Linked DNA regions of Delphinus delphis: region 1 is linked to region 2. The links are chromatin contacts, called in public Hi-C maps. All regions are on one chromosome and are shown on one strand. The core of a region is the stretch at or near the end of the contact, and the rest is flanking DNA. Distances in the headings are between cores, read along the strand shown. Region 1 holds the start of SNRNP27 (small nuclear ribonucleoprotein U4/U6.U5 subunit 27). Region 2 holds the start of PCBP1 (poly(rC) binding protein 1).

Region 1 (4,633 bases), core at 2,034-4,533, 170 kb before region 2:
ACTGTATTGGACAGTGCAGATATAGAATATTTCCATCATTGCAGAAAGTTCTGTCCAACAAAGGTGATCTAGAATATTGGACTGTTAACGCTGAAACTATGTCAGGAGTTACATTCACTTAAAGATGAACCCATGTAAAGAATAGAAAGGATAATAGAGCCAGGGGTGCAAATGGTAGATAACTTGTCAATCACCTAGAACGATGTGTTGAATCATAATTTCAAGCAATGTGTACCTAAATCACTTGACTACATTCAAAAACAAAAGTCATTGTACAGTTTCATCCCAACCACAGAGTTTGCAGTTCTTCCCAAAGTCCACGGTACAGGGATACAAAAGCAAAAAAACCTCAAACATCATCAATCACTGTTAACTAGTGGTCAGACTGCATCTAAATTAGGGGGGGAAATTACTGACTCAACAACGTGCATCCATTTGTAATGATCAAGTAGGATACTTTTGTAAAGGCTGGTGATTTTACATAAAATAGGACTAGAAGAGGTGAAACAAAGTTTAACCAAGGCTAAAAATAGTACATTTGCCGGAATCACAGATGGTTAATGTTGATTCTTATGTAGAGTACATACATACTTTACAGCTTGCCTTTACTGAAAAATTGCTGTCTGGTTGGGGAGGGAAGTTATAAGCCCTACTCCACTCAAAACCCATTAAAATGGCCATTAGAATGAGAGAAACTCAGGTATTGAAAACAGGATTTTTCTTCCAGATACAGTGCTGGATAATCTGCATTCTGAGAGCGGGCAACTTGATCAGTAAATAAGGAAGCCCTAGCAGAATACAGTTTCTATCCCACATCTTAAAGGGGGAGGAGCCACTTAGAGACATACCACTTCTTTTCCTGCCTATGGTTAATCTCAGGGCTGTCCCTTTAGGAAACTTACTCCTTTGGTTTTTTTCTTTCTCTTCTGTACTTTGCTTTTTTTCCCTTTATACTCACACCAATATTTTAAACATGCTTAAGTTTCTCCCATCTTTGAAAAACCTTCTACATTTACCTCCACCCACTGCCATATTTTGCCCTGCATAAGCCAAACTTCTCAAGAGGGTTTTATGCAGGGAATTCCCTGGTGGTCCAGTGGTTAAGACTCTGCTTTCACTGCCTTTCACTGCCATGGACCTGGGTTCGATCCCTGGTGGCAGAGCTAAGTCGTGTGGTGCAGCCAAAAAAAAAACAAAAGGTTATACAAGTTCTCTCCACTGCAAAAGCCATTCACAACCCAACTCCACTAAAACTGAGTCAGCAAAGACTTTGTTGCTAAATCCTTTAGGTTAGATGTGGGGTTTTTTTTCCATTCCTTTTAACATTTAAAATTAACCGCTTTGTTCTCCTTAAAAACAGCAGCCTTCTCTTAAAACTTCTCTGACCTCACACTCAATGGGTTTTCCTTCTCTTTCTCTGGCTCCCCCTTAGTCTCATTTTGGGGTTCTTCCTCTAGCTGTCTCCAGGCCCTTTTCTCTCAGCCTCCCCGGGGTGGTTTCATGCACTCTCATGGCTTCAAATGAACATCTATGTTCCGACGATTCCTTTTTTTTGGAATCAAAAAATCAGCCTAGATCTCTCTTCCAAGCTCCAGATAACACATCTAGTTGGCATCTCCTTTTGGATGTTCAGAATGGCACCTCGGATTAGTATGTCCAAGATCTGAACATATATGGTCTTTACCCAAAACTTACATTATGTACCTTAGCAAATGATGCTACCATCTACCCAGTTGCACAAACCTGGATGTCATTGTTGAATCTAAAATTCTATCATTCTCTGTCTCCAAAAATCAAGTTTTTCCAGTTTTATCAATTACTTCTCAAATTCAGCCACTTTTCACCTTACCTACTGCTAACACTCTAGTACAGGCCACTGGAGTTTCCAGTCTAGATTATTGTACCATCCTCCCTAGGTGTTCTCCCCCTGTAGTCAAGTCTCCAGTTACCCAAAGTGTTCTCTGAATAAACGCAAATGTGATTCCCTCCGGTCCTCAAAGCCCTTCAAAGGCTATTGCTTTTGCCTCAGGATAACTCTACCATAGCTTACAAGGTTTCTAGTCTTGTCTGTACATTCCACTTCTTGCTGCCTAGGTGGCTGCCATACTTCTTTAGTTCTCTACTTTTAGCCTGTCTGCTCCCTTGCCTCTTGCCCTGGCATATGCAGTCTCCTTTGCCCACACAATCTCTTCCACCTGTCCACACCACAGAAATCACCCCAATTAACCTGGCTAATTTCTACTCATCCCTAAGGTCTCGTTTGGACATCATTTCCTCCTGGAAACTTTTCTTGAGAAGCTTTCCCCTCAAACCAGTTAGGTACCCACTTTATGTGCACTCATAATATCTTGTTCTGCCCCTCTCAGTGCATCTTGACACTGTATCCCTCACTGGACTGCAAGCTACTCAAGAGCAGAGTTGTTTTTTTCATTGATTAAATCCTCTGGCACATAGGTGTGCAGTAAACATTTGTGTGAATAATTGTATTAATCATGCCTTTATTTCTTTCATTTTCTGCTGTTTTGACATCTGGGGCCTTGCTGAGACTGCCCTTCCCAGGGCTAGCTAATTTCTAGAGATAGCAAAAGACTCCCCTTCTGAGTGTGCCTTTCATATGCAAACCAGCCAGGGGAAAGCCCGTACTCTCCAACCACCTCCTTTATCGAGCTCACAAGCCAAGGCATTTTTCCTCTGCTATAATGACCCCAGGGCCAGGTAACAACAGCTCTGGACAGCCCCTAAATCCCAAGGCCCGCTGTAATTATTCAAACTAGTCAGTCTTAAACCTACTTAGCCTGCTTCCCAGCCTCTGCTATTCCCTCCCACAAAACTCAATAAAAGCTCTCAACCATACTTTATTTCCCCTTTCCCCCTCTGCCTCCTGACCCACCCTAGTTCTTCCCCAGGTGGACTTAAAACTATTTGCGTATGCTGTGTTTACAATTGGTTTGGTATGAAATATTTTATGCATGTGGACAAGACAGTCGGAAAGAAAAATGGGGGGTGGGGAGGAATGAGAACTGTATTAGGGTGGTTTATATATGGCTTTTTCCAGACATTTCTATAATAACATCAGGCAACACATTTTAACGCCCACCGTGGACAAAGAAAATGGGGAAGCCACCTCGAAACGGGGGTTGAAAGAGCAGACAGGATAACTGCTCTCGGCGAAAACTCCAGACTCGGAAGAGGGGACATCGGGCCGGGGCCGCGTGACTCTGCGCAAGCGCATCACCTCCCGCCTTCCTTAGAAGCCGGAACCCTGGCGACTCGTTTCGACGCTTCCCAGGCTGCAGGGAAAGCTCAGTTCCCCGCCCTCCCGGAAGTTGTTGCATAGTCGTTTCCGGGGCGGCGTGAGGTTGGGGAGGACTCCGAATGGGTCGCAGCCGCAGCCGGTCCCCGCGAAGGGGTGAGTCCAGAAGCAGTTCTGAGGGTCTGGGGCTCGGTCGAAGACCCGTCTCCCATTTTGTTCCCAGTCCAAGGGCCGCGGAGAGGAGGGACCTTTTCTCAGGAGGAGAAGAGAGGGGGTGGATGGGGAACGAAGACCTGGGCCCTACACGTTTCAGCCCTCGGATTTGAAGGCAGTTTTTTTCCGAAGTTGGGGTTTCGCCGACCCTTTGTCGCCCTCATACAGTAACTTTTGTTGTACTTGTGGCTGGGGAATGTAGAGTCAGGCCACGGTTCCCTTCATTTCTGGGTGACCGATTGCAAGTCATTCAGCCTTCCTGCGTCCGAGTTCCCGTAATTAGACATTGGGGGTAATATTGCTTACCTTTAAAAACTGAAGTGAGAATTGATGCCACACTGCGTAACACTCAGCATGTGATACCGCCAGGTTCTTAAATGCTCAGGGTTTCCTTTCCAGTTTATAGTAGGGAAATCGATGGTTAGGAGTTTGCGTGCAGGGAGCTCACCTCGTAAGCTCACCTCGTAATGTCTTCTGGCCCATGAAGTGGGCAGTGAGAGGTAGAGAAGCCAGGACTTGGATCGGGAGATGTCAGGTAGTCCCTCGATTTTGCCCCCTCGTTAGTTTTTATCACCTTCAGCTAATCAGGGTTGATCTTAAAAGTTAAATGAGCCCTCGAGCCACAAAGGGCTATTGAGCACTTAACATGTTCTCAATCGGAATTGAGAGCTGCTGTTGAAGTCGAATACACACCGGATTTCTTTGATTTAATGCGGAAAAAAGAAAGAATAAAGTGTCCATTTTTTATAATGAGCACATGTTGAAATGCTAATAGTTTGGATATATTGGGTTAAATCTATACTGTTAAAATTAATTTCATGCGTCTTTTTTACTTTTTTAATGTGACATCTAGAAATGGCGCGCATTATATTACTGTTGGTCGGCGCAGCATCCAGTAGATGTTGGAGGTAATTTTCGGCTCTACAATTTTGTATTTATATTAGAGCGTAGGCGGTCCCGGTCCACCTCCCGAGAGAGAGAACGCAGGCGCCGAGAAAGGTCCCGGTCCCGAGAGCGAGACCGGAGAAGAAGCCGCTCTCGATCCCCGCACAGAAGACGTTCCAGGTAAGTGCAGAAAATAACCAGAAGTTTTACCACAGCTTTGTAGTCGCTGCGCTTGACTCTGTTGTTATCACTTACAAAGGCACTTATGATTTCATGAAATGA
Region 2 (4,534 bases), core at 763-3,262:
AAAAATTCGGAAATGTGCTCACCAATAACTGTATCAGGTCTGGATTCCATCCTCAACACTGTGTGACCTTGAATTAGTCACTGCATCTCTCTGGCCTAAGTGATTTCATCTGCTAAAAAAAAAGAGAGATAAGCCGTACCTCACAGGGTCATTGTAAAAATTAAAGACATTATGCAGTAAAATGGCTAACACAAGATCTGGCACTGGTAAATGCACAGTAAATGTCTGTCCCTTCTAGCCTCCAAGTCAACAACTACGGCAAACTGAGGTTCACTGGCCAGCTCATAGGCATCCCAGTCGCTTCATGGAAATTGCCTTCTTTTAAAAGAAGCTTTATAATACCATTTCTTTACCTCTTTAGCACAATAGCCTATTCTAGAAGTCTAGGAAAGAAATAATTTCCCATCTCATTCTTTACAAGTAGTGATTCCTAAATGTTTTGGTACTGAGTGCCCAAATTATGCACTGGTACTGCCCCCCTCCATCCATTATTAAACGAAATGAGCGAGAGACTCGGTATGATGACTACGTTTTACAGTTATTTGCGTTCCCGTTTCAAATTAACGAGAGAAATGTATTAAAATTCCCCCGCTGAGGCTGCGACCAGCCTGCGGGGTTTCATCCCAATCTGGTCAGCGCACTCGCTGCGCGGGGAAGGCCCCGGCTCACGGACGGGAGGGGGGAATGGGGGGGCGGCCGCGTTCTAGAGCTTTCGGCCCGACTCGTTAGCGACGAATATAGGCCACGTGTCGCCATTTTGTGTTCAGGAAACATGGCGGCCACCCCCACGGGGAAGAAAGGGGGGGAGGGAAGGACCGCCACGTTAGCCGCTTTCCCTGAAGGATCCTAAAGCACCCCGTGCACTCGGCCTTTTCTGTCTGGCTCAGCCGAAGGAAAGGAGAAGGGGCAGAAATCACAACTGGCGCCCCAAGAGCCCCAGAGACCTTTCTTTACCGGGAGGAACGCGCGGCTCCACACACGGCAAGAAAGGCCCTCCAAGATGGCGGGCCCTGTTGGGGGCCGCCCCCGGAGAGCGTGGGCGCCGTGGCTGCACCGAGCGGGGAAAGGGCCGAAAAGCAGCAGCGGGAGAGTAACTCGCGCAGGGAAAACCGCAGGAGCTCCCCAGAGCAGGGGTAAATGCGGTCCCCCAAAATGCACGCCATTGTGTTAAATGTCTGACGAGGCGGCAGCGACTAAAACGACACCGCGCAGGAGGTGGGGGTTCTGCAGGTTTAACGAAAGAGTTGCAAAATGCAGACAAAGCATTATGTAAATGGACGCCATTCTCTTTATGGCCATGTTTCTAGCACTTCCCAGAAACCATGAGCAGAGCCGTGACTTTGACAGCGGCGCGTGGTGGGTTTTGGTCTTTCTCCCAACCGACCACCGCCACGGGGCCGAGGCGGGGGTGGGGGCTGGCGTGGGGCGCCCCGACGCCGAACATGAAGGGGCCCCACGTGCCCGCCCGGGCGGGCGCCCGCCCCGCAAGCCTCGCCTCGCCGCCCCTCCCCCCCGGAAGACCGCGGCAGCCCCTCCCGTCCTCCCCACACCCTCACGCACGCGCTCTGGCCGCCTCGAGCGCATGTTTTAAATCCGCGGCGTCCTAGCATCCGCCTGCAGTTATCGCCGGGGCTGCCCGTGTCGCTCCGCGCTTAAACCGCTTTTGTAGGGCGGGAAAATAATGTGTCGCCTCCGCGCAGAACACTACCGTTTCCAAACATCTGCCGGCGCCTCTGGGGTTAATAAAATACATGTTCGTTTTAAAACTTTGCCGGACTCACAGTTTCTGCCTACCGGGGCTTTCTTTTCAATGCTAGGCTGTTAAAAGTGTATTTTAAAAACTACTCTATGGGGGTTGGCGCAATCTTGTGACCTAAAAAGGATGGGTCCTCATTTTTTTTCAAGGGGTCCTGCGCAGCAAGCACTTCCGGGGTCAGAGGGTACGCGGGGTTGAAAGCGGGCTTCCCGCCCCGCCCAGACCGCCGAGGCTGCCGCCGGAGTCGCCACCGCCGCGCCCTCGCCCACCCGCCCGCCCGCCGCTCCCGGCCCCGCTCGCCCCCTCCGCCGCCGCCGCCCGCCCCTGCGACGACGCCGCGGCCTCCCGCCCTCGCCCGCTCGCTCCCGCGGCCCTCGCTCGCCTCGCGCCGGCAGTTTTGGGCCTACACCTCCCCTCCCCCAGCCAGCCACCAAAGACTTGACCACGTAACGAGCCCAACTCCCCCGAACGCCGCCCGCCGCTCGCCATGGATGCCGGTGTGACTGAAAGTGGACTAAATGTGACTCTCACCATTCGGCTGCTTATGCACGGAAAGGAAGTAGGAAGCATCATTGGGAAGAAAGGGGAGTCGGTTAAGAGGATCCGCGAGGAGAGTGGCGCGCGGATCAACATCTCGGAGGGGAATTGCCCGGAGAGAATCATCACTCTGACCGGCCCCACCAATGCCATCTTTAAGGCCTTCGCTATGATTATCGACAAGCTGGAAGAAGATATCAACAGCTCCATGACCAACAGCACGGCGGCCAGCAGGCCCCCGGTCACCCTGAGGCTGGTGGTGCCGGCCACCCAGTGCGGCTCCCTGATTGGGAAAGGCGGGTGTAAGATCAAAGAGATCCGCGAGAGTACCGGGGCCCAGGTCCAGGTGGCGGGGGATATGCTGCCCAACTCCACCGAGCGGGCCATCACCATTGCTGGCGTGCCGCAGTCTGTCACCGAGTGTGTCAAGCAGATCTGCCTGGTCATGCTGGAGACGCTCTCCCAGTCTCCGCAAGGGAGAGTCATGACCATTCCGTACCAGCCCATGCCGGCCAGCTCTCCAGTGATCTGCGCGGGCGGTCAAGATCGGTGCAGCGACGCTGCTGGCTACCCTCACGCCACCCATGACCTGGAGGGACCACCTCTAGATGCCTACTCGATTCAAGGACAACACACCATTTCTCCGCTCGATCTGGCCAAGCTGAACCAGGTGGCAAGACAACAGTCTCACTTTGCCATGATGCACGGCGGGACCGGATTCGCCGGAATTGACTCCAGCTCTCCAGAGGTGAAAGGCTATTGGGCAAGTTTGGATGCATCTACTCAAACTACCCATGAACTCACCATTCCAAATAACTTAATTGGCTGCATAATCGGGCGCCAAGGCGCCAACATTAATGAGATCCGCCAGATGTCCGGGGCCCAGATCAAAATTGCTAACCCAGTGGAAGGCTCTTCTGGTAGGCAGGTTACTATCACTGGTTCTGCTGCCAGTATTAGTCTGGCCCAATATCTAATCAATGCCAGGCTTTCCTCTGAGAAGGGCATGGGGTGCAGCTAGAACAGTGTAGGTTCCCTCATAACCCCTTTCTGCTGTTTTCCCATGATCCAACTGTGTAATTTCTGGTCAGTGATTCCAGGTTTTAAATAATTTGTAAGTGTTCGGTTTCTACACAACTTTATCATCCGCTAAGAATTTAAAAATCACATTCTCTGTTCAGCTGTTAATGCTGGGATCCATATTTAGTTTTATAAGCTTTTCCCTGTTTTTAGTTTTGGGTTTTTGGGTCATGAATTTTATTTCTGTTTGTCGATAAGAAATGTAAGAGTGGAATGTTAATAAATTTCAGTTTAGTTCTGTAATGTCAAGAATTTAAAAATTAAAAAGTGGATTGGTTAAAAAATGCTTCATATTTGAAAAAGCTGGGAACTACTATCTTAAACTCTTTGTTGGTGCATTTCTTTTCTTCCCTTCTAGTGTTAGGCTTTTGTAGGGAGAAGGGTGGGCCCGTCCCTGGTATTTTCTCCAGCCCTTTTCACCTTACTGGTAAGATTCCATTCCCTTTCCATCCCAACAAAGGAACACGGCAGGCTGGGCCTGCTTTGGGACGTTTGCAGAGACTGTGGGGGTCTCTTGGAGAGTGACATCCCTCTAGCCAGGTTCCAGAGAGAGGCCTCTGCCCATTTCTCTGGTAGAAAACATAAGGGGTTTCTCAGATGGGAAAAGTATGCCCACTCGGTAGGACCTCTGATGAATGGCAGTGTGTCCTCTAGTCCCACCCGCCCCGCCCTCAATCTCACGTGCAAAACTCTTAGCCAGGAACAAAAAACGTTCTGAGGTGGGAGGAGCCTGGGGGACCCAGAGAAGAGGTGGGGGAGGGAAGGGCTGGGCTGGGGGGGAAGGGAGGGGCTGAGGTGGGGGAAGGGGAAGGGAAAGGGGCTGGGTGGGTCTAAGGGCTTGGGAGAGGGTAGCTGCTACAGGGTGGTGGTAGGGATAGGGGGCTTGGTTGGGCAGCAAGACTGAATGGGGGATGGTAGCAGCGGGGCGCATGTGTCGCGCATGCACCTGTGGCAAGCGGCCTGTCAAGAGGATGTTATTACACCTGCCAAGTGGCTACCCAGAAACAAAGGAGGCCAGCTTCTAATTCTCCTGCTGTGTGCAATGTTTAGAGAAATCATTGTGCCAGGAAATAATTCTGCCTAAACGGGGCAGTCCACACAGGCAGGAATGTAGGCTGATCATTGACAACCGCCTAAGAATGACCTCAGTGTTAAAAAATG

The links. A called contact is a pair of places that touch in the nucleus more often than the background predicts.
Region 1: a contact with region 2 is called in a Hi-C map of lung, with 3 times the contacts expected there. The contact joins the promoter of SNRNP27 here to the promoter of PCBP1 in region 2. A contact is called at or near these places in 2 of 3 Hi-C or Micro-C datasets (lung and muscle).

The regions. Positions count from the first base shown.
Region 1 is chr12:31,236,129-31,240,761 of mDelDel1.2, reverse strand. SNRNP27 (small nuclear ribonucleoprotein U4/U6.U5 subunit 27) reads left to right here and starts at 3,283. Exons shown (of 6, transcript XM_060027562.1): 1 at 3,283-3,409; 2 at 4,411-4,531. The coding sequence starts at 3,376.
Region 2 is chr12:31,066,124-31,070,657 of mDelDel1.2, reverse strand. It overlaps PCBP1 (poly(rC) binding protein 1), which reads left to right and starts at 2,012. Exons shown (of 1, transcript XM_060026428.1): 1 at 2,012-3,696. The coding sequence starts at 2,244. The coding sequence ends at 3,314. It overlaps LOC132434823 (a long non-coding RNA gene), which reads right to left and starts at 1,490. Exons shown (of 10, transcript XR_009521429.1): 1 at 955-1,490; 2 at 23-112.